Linked DNA regions of Mus musculus: region 1 is linked to region 2. The links are chromatin contacts, called in public HiChIP or PLAC-seq maps. All regions are on one chromosome and are shown on one strand. Each heading gives the region's core, a stretch centred on a gene start, on an enhancer-like site or on the middle of the called end of the contact. The rest is flanking DNA. Distances are from core to core; before and after follow the strand shown. Region 1 holds the start of Tbc1d21 (TBC1 domain family, member 21). Region 2 has its middle 28 kb from the start of Stoml1.

Evidence for each region. HiChIP or PLAC-seq counts read pairs in DNA pulled down with a chosen protein or histone mark.
Region 1: a contact with region 2 is called in an H3K27ac HiChIP or PLAC-seq map of embryonic stem cells, with 7 read pairs. The contact joins the promoter of Tbc1d21 here to the enhancer-like site in region 2. A contact is called at or near these places in 3 of 39 promoter capture datasets (the 3T3-L1 cell line and 3T3-L1-derived adipocytes), 20 of 484 Hi-C or Micro-C datasets (the HL-1 cell line, the HPC-7 cell line, brown adipocytes and 11 more), 2 of 115 datasets of contacts at active chromatin or transcription factors (embryonic stem cells and fibro-adipogenic progenitors) and 1 of 9 other capture datasets (adipose tissue).

What each region holds. Positions count from the first base shown.
Region 1 is chr9:58,368,569-58,373,241 of GRCm38.p6, reverse strand. It overlaps Tbc1d21 (TBC1 domain family, member 21), which reads left to right and starts at 2,787. Exons shown (of 11, transcript NM_028854.4): 1 at 2,787-2,976. The coding sequence starts at 2,917. 1700072B07Rik (RIKEN cDNA 1700072B07 gene) reads right to left here and starts at 2,738. Exons shown (of 3, transcript NR_040727.1): 1 at 2,602-2,738.
Region 2 is chr9:58,278,495-58,283,195 of GRCm38.p6, reverse strand. No RefSeq gene overlaps it. Among named protein-coding and RNA genes, the nearest start is that of Stoml1, 28 kb to the right of the region's middle. Within about 2 kb of position 2,510, at least 56 of the 459 cell types and tissues checked have an H3K27ac peak or open chromatin away from gene starts, as enhancers often do. A contact at or near this core is called in embryonic stem cells, pancreatic cancer cells and trophoblast stem cells, where this site is marked.

The DNA of each region.
Region 1 (4,673 bases), core at 1,538-4,037, 90 kb before region 2:
AACTCTTTGGCAATTATATACACAAGTGGAAGCAGGGACTCTTTAGCTCCAGGAGACCCAGGAGACATAAAGTGCTGGTAAGAATCTGCAAATGAGACCGGAGAGATGGCTCAGGGTTGAGTGTTTACTGCACAATCATGAAGACAGGAATTTGGATGCCAGCACCTATGTAACAAACTGGGCATCTGGCACAAACCCGTAACCCCAGCTCTGAAGTAGAAGAGGAGGAGACAGAGTAGTTGGGGCTTGCTGGCTTTTAGGCTAGTGGGGAAAGAGGGGGCCCCAGGTTTAAGATGAGAAGCTTCCTTCGAGGGGGACATCCAATGCCTCGTCCTGGACTCTGAGCACACGCACATGTCTTAGTCAGGGTCTCCATTCCTGCACAAACATCATGACCAAGAAGCAAGCTGGGGAGGAAAGGGCTTACTCAGCTTACACTTTCCACATTGCTGCTCATTACCCAAGGCAGTCAGGACTGGAAATCAAGCAGGAGCTGATGCAGAGGTCATGGAGGGATGCTGCTTACTGGCTTGCTTCCGCGGTCTTGCTCAGCTTGCTTTCATATAGAACCCAGGACCACCCACAATGGGCCCTCTCCCCTGGATCACCAACTGAGAAAATGCCTCACAGCTGGATCTCATGGAGGCATTTCCTCCTTTCTCTGTGATAACTCCAGCCTGTGTCAAGTTAACACACAAAACCAGCCAGTACAGTACACAATTGTGCACACACACACACACACACACACACACACACACGCATGAACATACACTCATACACACAAATAAATCCATTTCTTAAAGAGTATCTGAAAATATGTGGGTCAGATTCAGGCCCTTCGTGCTCTGTGGAGTTCCTTGAATTGCTTGAATATTAAGCCTCTGTATCGTTTCTATGAGGCTGCAGTAATACGAGTAGCCGGGGCTGGCTAATTTGGAGCAGAGTTATGACCCAGCATTTGTACCCAGGGAGCTGAAGGTTAAAGGAAGTTCAGCAGATGATCTACGTGCACCACACTCGGTTTAGAAACCAAGTTGCATTCAGCAATCAGATTGTTCCTACTCCTCTCTGGCCAATCCTCCTCACTTCGAGAAGCTTGCAGTTAATTCTCCACAAGGTGCATTACTAATGTGGAGGAACAGAGGCATCCGTCATCAGCCCCTGTCATCCACGGTGAGGAACACCCACGTGGTGTCTCCTGCTTCCCACGTTTGACTTGGAAACCTCACAGACCTCCAAATGAAGCTGCTCTGAGGTGTGTGGAGTGGATTCCTATTCCACTCAGTGCCTATGGGTGCTGCCCACCCCTCCAGCTCTGCCGAGACTGGGACAGCAGGCCAAGGCGCAAAGGCTCTCAGTATCTTCCCGTATTTGGATGGGGAAACAGAGGGAGGCAAAAGACAGGTGCTACCGGGCTGTCAGAGATTTCTGCAGTGCCTCCAGCCAGCAGAACACTATCAGACAATGAAACCGTGAACTGTGTCTACGCAAGACTTCCATATGGACAGCTCAGTTAATAAAGTTACGAAGGCAGAGATTGGCTGTGTTCTGATTTCATGGCTGGGGAGTCCGGGGGATTGGTAGATTTCAGATTTGAGGTCAGACTCCAAGTTCCACCTTGGAGCTCCTGACTGCAGTTTGGTTTGTGTAATGACTAAAGATGCTTTCCAGCCAGGACAGACCTGAGTGGAAAGGCACGTAAGGCTGGAGGTAGAGACCGTGACTCTGGAGCCAAGAGTCGCCGCTTTCTCAGGTCTGTTTAACAGCAACACCTACCAGACATCAGGAAGCTGGGGGCGGGGCACTAGAAGACTGAGCACAAAATAATCTGACATTGACCCTGGTGTAATGGAAATCAGGGTAGGAGGGAGAGAGACAGGTACAAGGTACAGAAAGGGGTGGGAGAGGATGGCAGTTACTCTACTTGTCTGTTTTCTTCAAGACAGGGTCTCACTATTTAGCCTTGACTGTTCTAGAACTCACTCTGTAAACCAGGCTGGCCTTGAACTCACAGAGATCTGCTGTCTCTGCCCCCTGAGTCCTGGCATTAAAGGCGTGCACCCCTACACCCTGCAGCTTCAGTTATTTCATTAAGTTATTCATCCAGTTGGTGCTCAAATCTACTGTCTTAGTTTGCCCAAGACCTTGCTCTGGGTATATAGGTAACTAAAGCAGAGGGTTGGGGAGTTGGCTCAGTGGACAAAGTGTTTGCCATGCAAACATGACTACCTGAGTGTGGATCTCCAGTCACCCTGTAAAAAGCCATGCATACAGATGTACACATCTGTAGCCTCAGTGCTGGGGACAGAAACAGGTGGATCCTTGACCAACCAGTCTAGCCAGGTTGAGTGAGAAACCCTGTTTCAAAAATAAGGTAGAGAATCTCACACACACACACACACACACCAGGAACCACTATTCAAATGCTAAATTGTGGCCTCCTATGTAGTCTTACATAAACCTACTCTTGGTCTCCAGATCAGATATACTGATTTGGTGTTTTGGAAAATCATCCCTAAACCTGAGGCTCTAACTGTAGTATTATGAGCTCTGGTACTGGTCTGGTAAAACAACAGCCAGAAATAGGAAGTTGTAGCTCACCTCCTCCAGGAAGTCCGCCCCAGCTAGCCAGCCCACTGGATCCATTAACTCAACCTCTGACACATAGCCTGTGTACACTGTAATCTGGAGAGGGGGGTGGTCTGTAGATTTACTTCCTTGGCTTCTGTGTGTGTTCCAAGGTCATTGTGATGGCAGTTCCAGGGCCTTGTGACACACATCTAGCTGGATTTGTTCAAATGTAGGGAATCAAGAGAGGTCCAGTTCATCTCTTAAAAGGAAGTCCCCTTTCCCTGGTTCCCTGATCACTAGGGAAGAGCTGGACACAGGCCACTCCCAAGGCAACAAGAGGGGAACATGACTACCCTTTCTCCAGAAAACAGCCTCTCTGCCAGGCGATCAGCCACCTTCATTCTGGTATGTTCTTTGATTTGATTTGAGAGAAGGTGTCTCTGTGCTGCCCAGGCTGGCCTTGAACTTGTGATCCTTTTGCCTCAGCTTTCTGAGTGCTGAGATTATAAGCTTATGCCACCACACCTGACATGTTCTTCATCAGTCCCAAGTGCCTGCCTCCCATAGTCCGGTTTATAGCGGGACTCTTTGTCCCTGCTGAATGGGAAGGCTGGCCATGGAACGGAGAGCAAGGGCCGCTTACCTTCAACAGCAGCCACAGGTTAGACATCTACATCCCTTTTTACCTTATTGGCGGGGGGGGCAGGACTTAGAACTCAGTATGGCTTCCTCCCCAACTGTGTCATTCTAAATTTTTTGAGTTTTAGAGTTGCAGCCTCTCACTGTTTTTCTTTGGTGCTTTTGCCAACAATTCTGGTATGTTGCCACCAGGTGGCAGTAGTGCTTCTGTTACTAGGTCCCAAGCCCAGTTAATAAACTATTCCGGTCCACCTGAGTCATGAAAATTTTCCACGCACTATTTTTCAAAATCATAACTAATTACAATGACCTTAACAAATCTCAAGACCCATTTGTCATGTGATTAATAGGGCGATATATAGAAATGCAAAACGAGCACTTGGGGTTTAAACGTTACACGTTTATTGCAGATGATCACCAAGCTTTGGATTTTTTTTCTATATTTCTCCCATTCTCCAAATTTAGAGAAGGCTAATACTAATAATAATGAATAAGCTGCCACACAGCAGTCGATGTGTACAGATGGTATTGTAAATGCTTTGTTTATAGTCACTCCTTCTCATCCCAGCCCTTTGAGATGGGATGTGATCAGGCTATTATCATTTGATGAGTGAGAAATAGATCTTGGAGACTTCAAATCCAGTCAGCTGCTCTCCAGACTCAGGCAAGCAGGCTGACCAGTCCTCCTCATCGATTCGTGAAGGCCCAAACGTGGAGCTGATTGCCAGCATCAAGGAGACCTTACTTCTCAAAGTTACCTGTAACTCCTAGTGCCCCGTTTCTCAGGGTTGATCCAGCAGATAAAGCGTGTGTGAGTTATTAAAGAGGGATGTTCGGTCTAGGGAGATGGCTCAGCACTGAAGTTCTTTTCTTGTAAACATGACGACAGAGTTTGAATCCCAGAACCCATGTGAAATGTTGGGTGGGTATGGTCATTCCCCTATAATCCCAGTCCCAGAAGGCAGAGATAAGAGGATGCCAGGGGCAAACTGACTAGGGGAATTTAGCCATATCAGTGAGCTCTAAGTTTGGTTGAGAGACCTTGCCTCATTGAGTAAGGTCAAGCAGGCAATCAAAGGTGATTCCCAGCATCAATCTCAGGCCTTCATGTGTACTCATAATATGTGCACACACGCATATCACACACACACACACACACACACACACACCACTGACAAACAAAGGGAGCTCGTAGCCCACCTGACCTGCAGATAGGGAAACTGACCTGCCTGTAGTCAATGGCTCACTGTGGCTTTTAAAGTCAAATGTTTCCCTACTTCCTGACCCCTGGCTCCTCACTCCAGCCTCAGCCATCCAGGAAACTGTTAGGAACTCGTCTCTGTAGGCTGTTTCCCCAAACTTTCAGAACCAGAAGACCCTCCAGTGATTTCAATACATTTTTCATTTAGAGTCCCGTGTCTACACATTCAGGTATTAAGAGAGAGATGGGGGCAGCTCTGGCC
Region 2 (4,701 bases), core at 1,261-3,760:
ATTATAGGGCTGAGGCTACTGTACAAGCCTGATGAAGCCCTTGGGTGTTTTATGGTCATTGGGATGGCCCCAGGGTCTTGGGTGTGCTCTACCACTGAGCTATATTTCTAGCCCTTTTCATTTCACTGTTTAAAAAATAAGATCAAGGTCTTATTACATTTCCCAGTCTGACCTTAAGCCCACTCGAAGCATAGGCAGGTCTGGAATTTGTTATCTCCCTGCCTCAGCCTCTGGAGTAGCTGGGACGATAGATATGTGTCACCAAGCCTGTCTTGTTTTGTGTTTTTAAATAGCTTGCCAGTTCTGCCTTCTTTCTATGAGGCTTGATTGCAGCTGACTTTACAATTCAGAATCCTGACAGAAGTCTGTTTTTGCTTTGTCAATGTGCAAAATCCCTGTCCTGGTTAGTGTCTTTGTCAGATTGACATAAACTAGAGTCCTTTTAGGAGAGAGAACATCAATTGAGAAAATTCCCCGAAAGACTGGCTATTGGGCAAGCCTGTGCAGACATGGTGGGGATGGGGGTGGGTGGGTTATATTTTGATTGATTGTTGATTGATGTGGGAGAGCCCAGCTCATTGCCAACTCTGAGCAAGTGCTCTTGGGTGGTACAAGAAAGCAGGTTGAAGGCTGAAGAGATGGTTAAGAGCATTGAGTTCAAATCCCAGCAACTACATGGTGGCTCACAACCATCCCTAATGAGATCTGATGCCCTCTTCTGGTGTGTCTGAAGACAGCTACAGTGTACTTACATATAATAATAAATAAATCTTTCTCTGGAGCGAGCAGGGCCAGAGTGGGCAGAGGTCCTGAGTTCAATTCCCAGCAACCACAGGATGGTTCACAACCATCTGCACAGCTACAGTGTACTCATATACATAAAATAAATGTAAGCATTGTTCTTCCATGGTCTGTGCTTAAGTTCCTGCCTTCAGGTTCCTGCTTGAGTTCCTGTCCTGACTTCCCCCAGTGACGTTGGATGACCTAAGAGGTGTGAGCAGAAAGAAACCCTTTCCTCCCTAAGTTGCTTTTGGTCATGGCGTTTGATCACAGCAATAGAAAAGTAATCAAAGCAGCCCCAAAACTCTAGATTTATTTATGTATTATATGTAAGTACACTGTAGCTGTCTTCAGACACTCCAGAAGAGGGAGTCAGATCTCATTACGGATGGTTGTGAGCCACCATGTGGTTGCTGAGACTTGAACTCAGGACCTTTGGAAGAGCAATCGGGTGCTCTTACCTGCTGAGCCATCTCACCAGCACGCCCCAAAACTTTAGGACAATGCCTGTGGTACACTAACAACCACTTTCTAGCCTCAAGGAGCTCCAATCTCTGGCAGCAAGAGGTCTTAGCCTGAGCCTGGGTCCCAGCAGCTTGTCAGGGAACAGACTGTCAATGCACATGGAGGCCACCAGGGGGAGCAAGACTTTGTTTCCTCAGGGCTATTTCAGAGGTAAAAGTAGGGCTTTTTGGGTTTTTTTTTGGGGGGGGGGGGTCCTCGTTTTTTGTTTGTTTGGTTTGGGGGGGATATATGAACATCATTTCTGAAATCACACCCACTGTCTCTTTTGCTTGTTCAGTATATATAACTAAGAAATATTCATGGATAATTTGCATACAGTTACAGTCAACTCCTTTATGTGTAGAGTTTGACAAGCTTTAAAACTATAAATAAGCCGGGCATGGTGGCGCATGCCTTTAATTCCAGCACTTGGGAGGCAGAGGCAGGCGGATTTCTGAGTTTGAGGCCAGCCTGGTCTACAAAGTGAGTTCCAGGACAGCCAGGGCTACAGAGAAACCCTGGCTCGAAAAACCAAACCAGGGCTGGTGAGATGGCTTAGTGGGTAAGAGCACCCGACTGCTCTTCCGAAGGTCTGAAGTTCAAATCCCAGCAACCACATGGTGGCTCACAACCATCTGTAACAAGATCTGACTCCCTCTTCTGGAGTGTCTGAAGACAGCTACAGTGTACTTACATATAATAAATAAATAAATCTTTAAAAAAAAAAAAGAAAAGAAAAACCAAACCAAACAAACAAAAACTATAAATAAATATAAATATACCCAAACAAACAAACAAAAACTATAAATAATTATAAATATACCCCCACAATAAAAATGTGGAAAAAGTCCATTACTCTCAAAATCCCCTTTTGGGGATCAACAATTAAAAGCACTTACTCTTCCAGAGAACCCAGGTTCAGTTCCCAGCACCTACAAGATGGAGCACACTAGTTGTAACTCCAGTCCCAGGGGACAAAGGCGTCCTCCACGGACACTGTATGAACATGGCACATCACTCATACACATAAAATGCAAGTGAAAACCCCACTCCTCTCTTGCTCCTGTTGTGGGAATCTTTCTAGAATAAGCACTCTGACACCAGTGGGAGTGGAAGAGAGATATCTGGACCAAAGCCAGGACAGCTCCCAGCAGGCCTTGGTATTGACCCAGTCTGTGTCCCCGTTTTATATCTAAAACCACAAGGGGGAGCTAGTGAGCTTTTACTGGCACTTGCAAGACAGCAAGAAGCCTGAGCGGAAGTCAGGTTGTTAAGGGCAACGACTCATTGTTTTAAGTGTTTCTCAGGTGGCTCTGTTCCAGGTAGGCAAGTGAAGCCATGTTTGGCTTTAGGCATTCTAACAGCGCTTTAGGAGAATCACTAAATAAATCAATAAATCAGTAACTGTTGTTATCTCCTCCTGTGGTATTTCCTTGTCCTCAGCCTCACAGTCACAGAGCCCTGGAGTCCCTGAGTTGTTCTCTGTCCCGGTAGCTTTGCATTTCATGGGATCACCTGTAAATAGCGACATATAGTAGGCAGCCTTTTGTTTCTGATTTCGTTTACAGAATATGCCTTTTAGTTTAATTTTAATTTTTATATTATAAATTGAAATAATCTTGCTGTATGGAGTACAGAGTGAGGTACTTTGTGATTTATGAAATGACAAAACAATTAAATCAAGCTCGTTAACACAGCCATCAAGTCAAGCACTTATCTTGGGATGAAACAATTCAAATGCACTTTCTTGGTGACTTTTGTTTGCTTTTTTGGTCAAGGCTTCTAGCAGAGGCTAGCCTTGAACTTGCTCTACCATAGCAGAGGTTACAATGAACTTTGGTTCTTGAGCCTCCACCTCCCAAGTGGGGCAAGTACAGTCACGTGCAGCCACACCCTGCTTCTGCAGGGCAGGGGACTGAACCTAGGGCCTCATGCACGCTACGTCAGCACTCTGTCCACTGAGCTACAGTTCTGGATTGTGGAATGTGCATTTGACAAGGACCAGCTTCGGCTTGGAGAGGGGTTCTGAGAAGGGGAGTCTGGGAGCCTCGAAAAGAACCACTTGAAGTCAAACTGTAGATTCAAGCTAAGACCTGTGCTCTGCTAGATACAGCTTTTCCAGTCTGCTTCTATGCTCTGCTTTCTCTCTGGAGATCTCTCTGGTCTATATTCTGCTTGCTTGCTATTCTAAGAGATCTCTCTGTCCAAGTCCTGCTTACTTGTGTGCTTCAGCACGAAAGCAAATGCGTGAATGTCAGTTGTCTAAGCAGTTCTCTTGTTTTCCTAAGTTTTCTGGATAGCCCATCTCCTGCAGAGCACAGGTCCAGTCTTTTATTTTACATTTCAATCCAGCATCCTGTTACCCCAGCCATTTATTTGTAGGACAGTAAACTTACCTTTGTTTCTTGACAATGCAAACAATTCAGAGATCAGTCTGCTTTTGTTAAGCACAGGTGGTAAACTAGTTAGGTGGGACTCTGCCCTGAAATTACCATTTTCCCTGCACCCAGGCCTGCACTTTCTAAGTCCCAGGCTGACCTTGAACCCAGGAATCTGCCTGCATTTCCATCTGCCTGTCTTTGTATCTTCCTGACCAGCTGGCTCATCGTAGCTACCTCTGTTCCTTTAGATTCATGAAGCCCCTCATAATTCATATTGCATCTTTATATTTTTGCATAGTTGAGAAATTATACATTTTCAAAATGTATTTAAAGCTCTTTCCCATAGCCTTAAGGGCTGTTTGAAGGTCCCAGTGTTTACCATTTTGCTGAGTCATAGCCAAACTTTTTTTTTTTTTGATTAGGTATTTTCTTCATTTACATTTCAAATGCTATCCCAAAAGTTCCCCCATGCCCTTCCCCCCGCCCCCATATAGCCACACTCTTGACTTCCAGACAAGTGCTTTACACCCACAGCAGCCATTGACACTTGGTGGAGGCTCACACCAGGGCCCTGTCCCAGGGCTAGGAACCATGTCACTTTGTCCCCACCAGGCTTAGCACCCATTCAATTTTCTATATTTGTTGTATTATGTAATTATCACAAAGCAAAACCATATTCCTTCTGGGTGTAATGCTTATGAGACTCACTCACGTCCATTGTGTGATCAGTATTTTGTTACATGGTTTTCTTGCCATACTGGGATGGACCACACGACTTTCCCCATGCTGAGCTGTTGTCTCAGCCCCAGGACTTTCTTGCCCTTGTTTCCTCATATTCCATATTCATAGATGTACCACAATTTTCATAAACTAACCACAACTGTTCATCCATTTACCAGTAGATTCATGTTTGCTTGTTTTTGTTTTTTTTCTCCCTAGATTTGGGCCATTGTGGGGAAAAGTGCTCTCAGTATTCTCACATGAGCTTCTGTGCTGTACATACCTGTTTCTACTTTTTCTTGTTAAGTTAGGAATG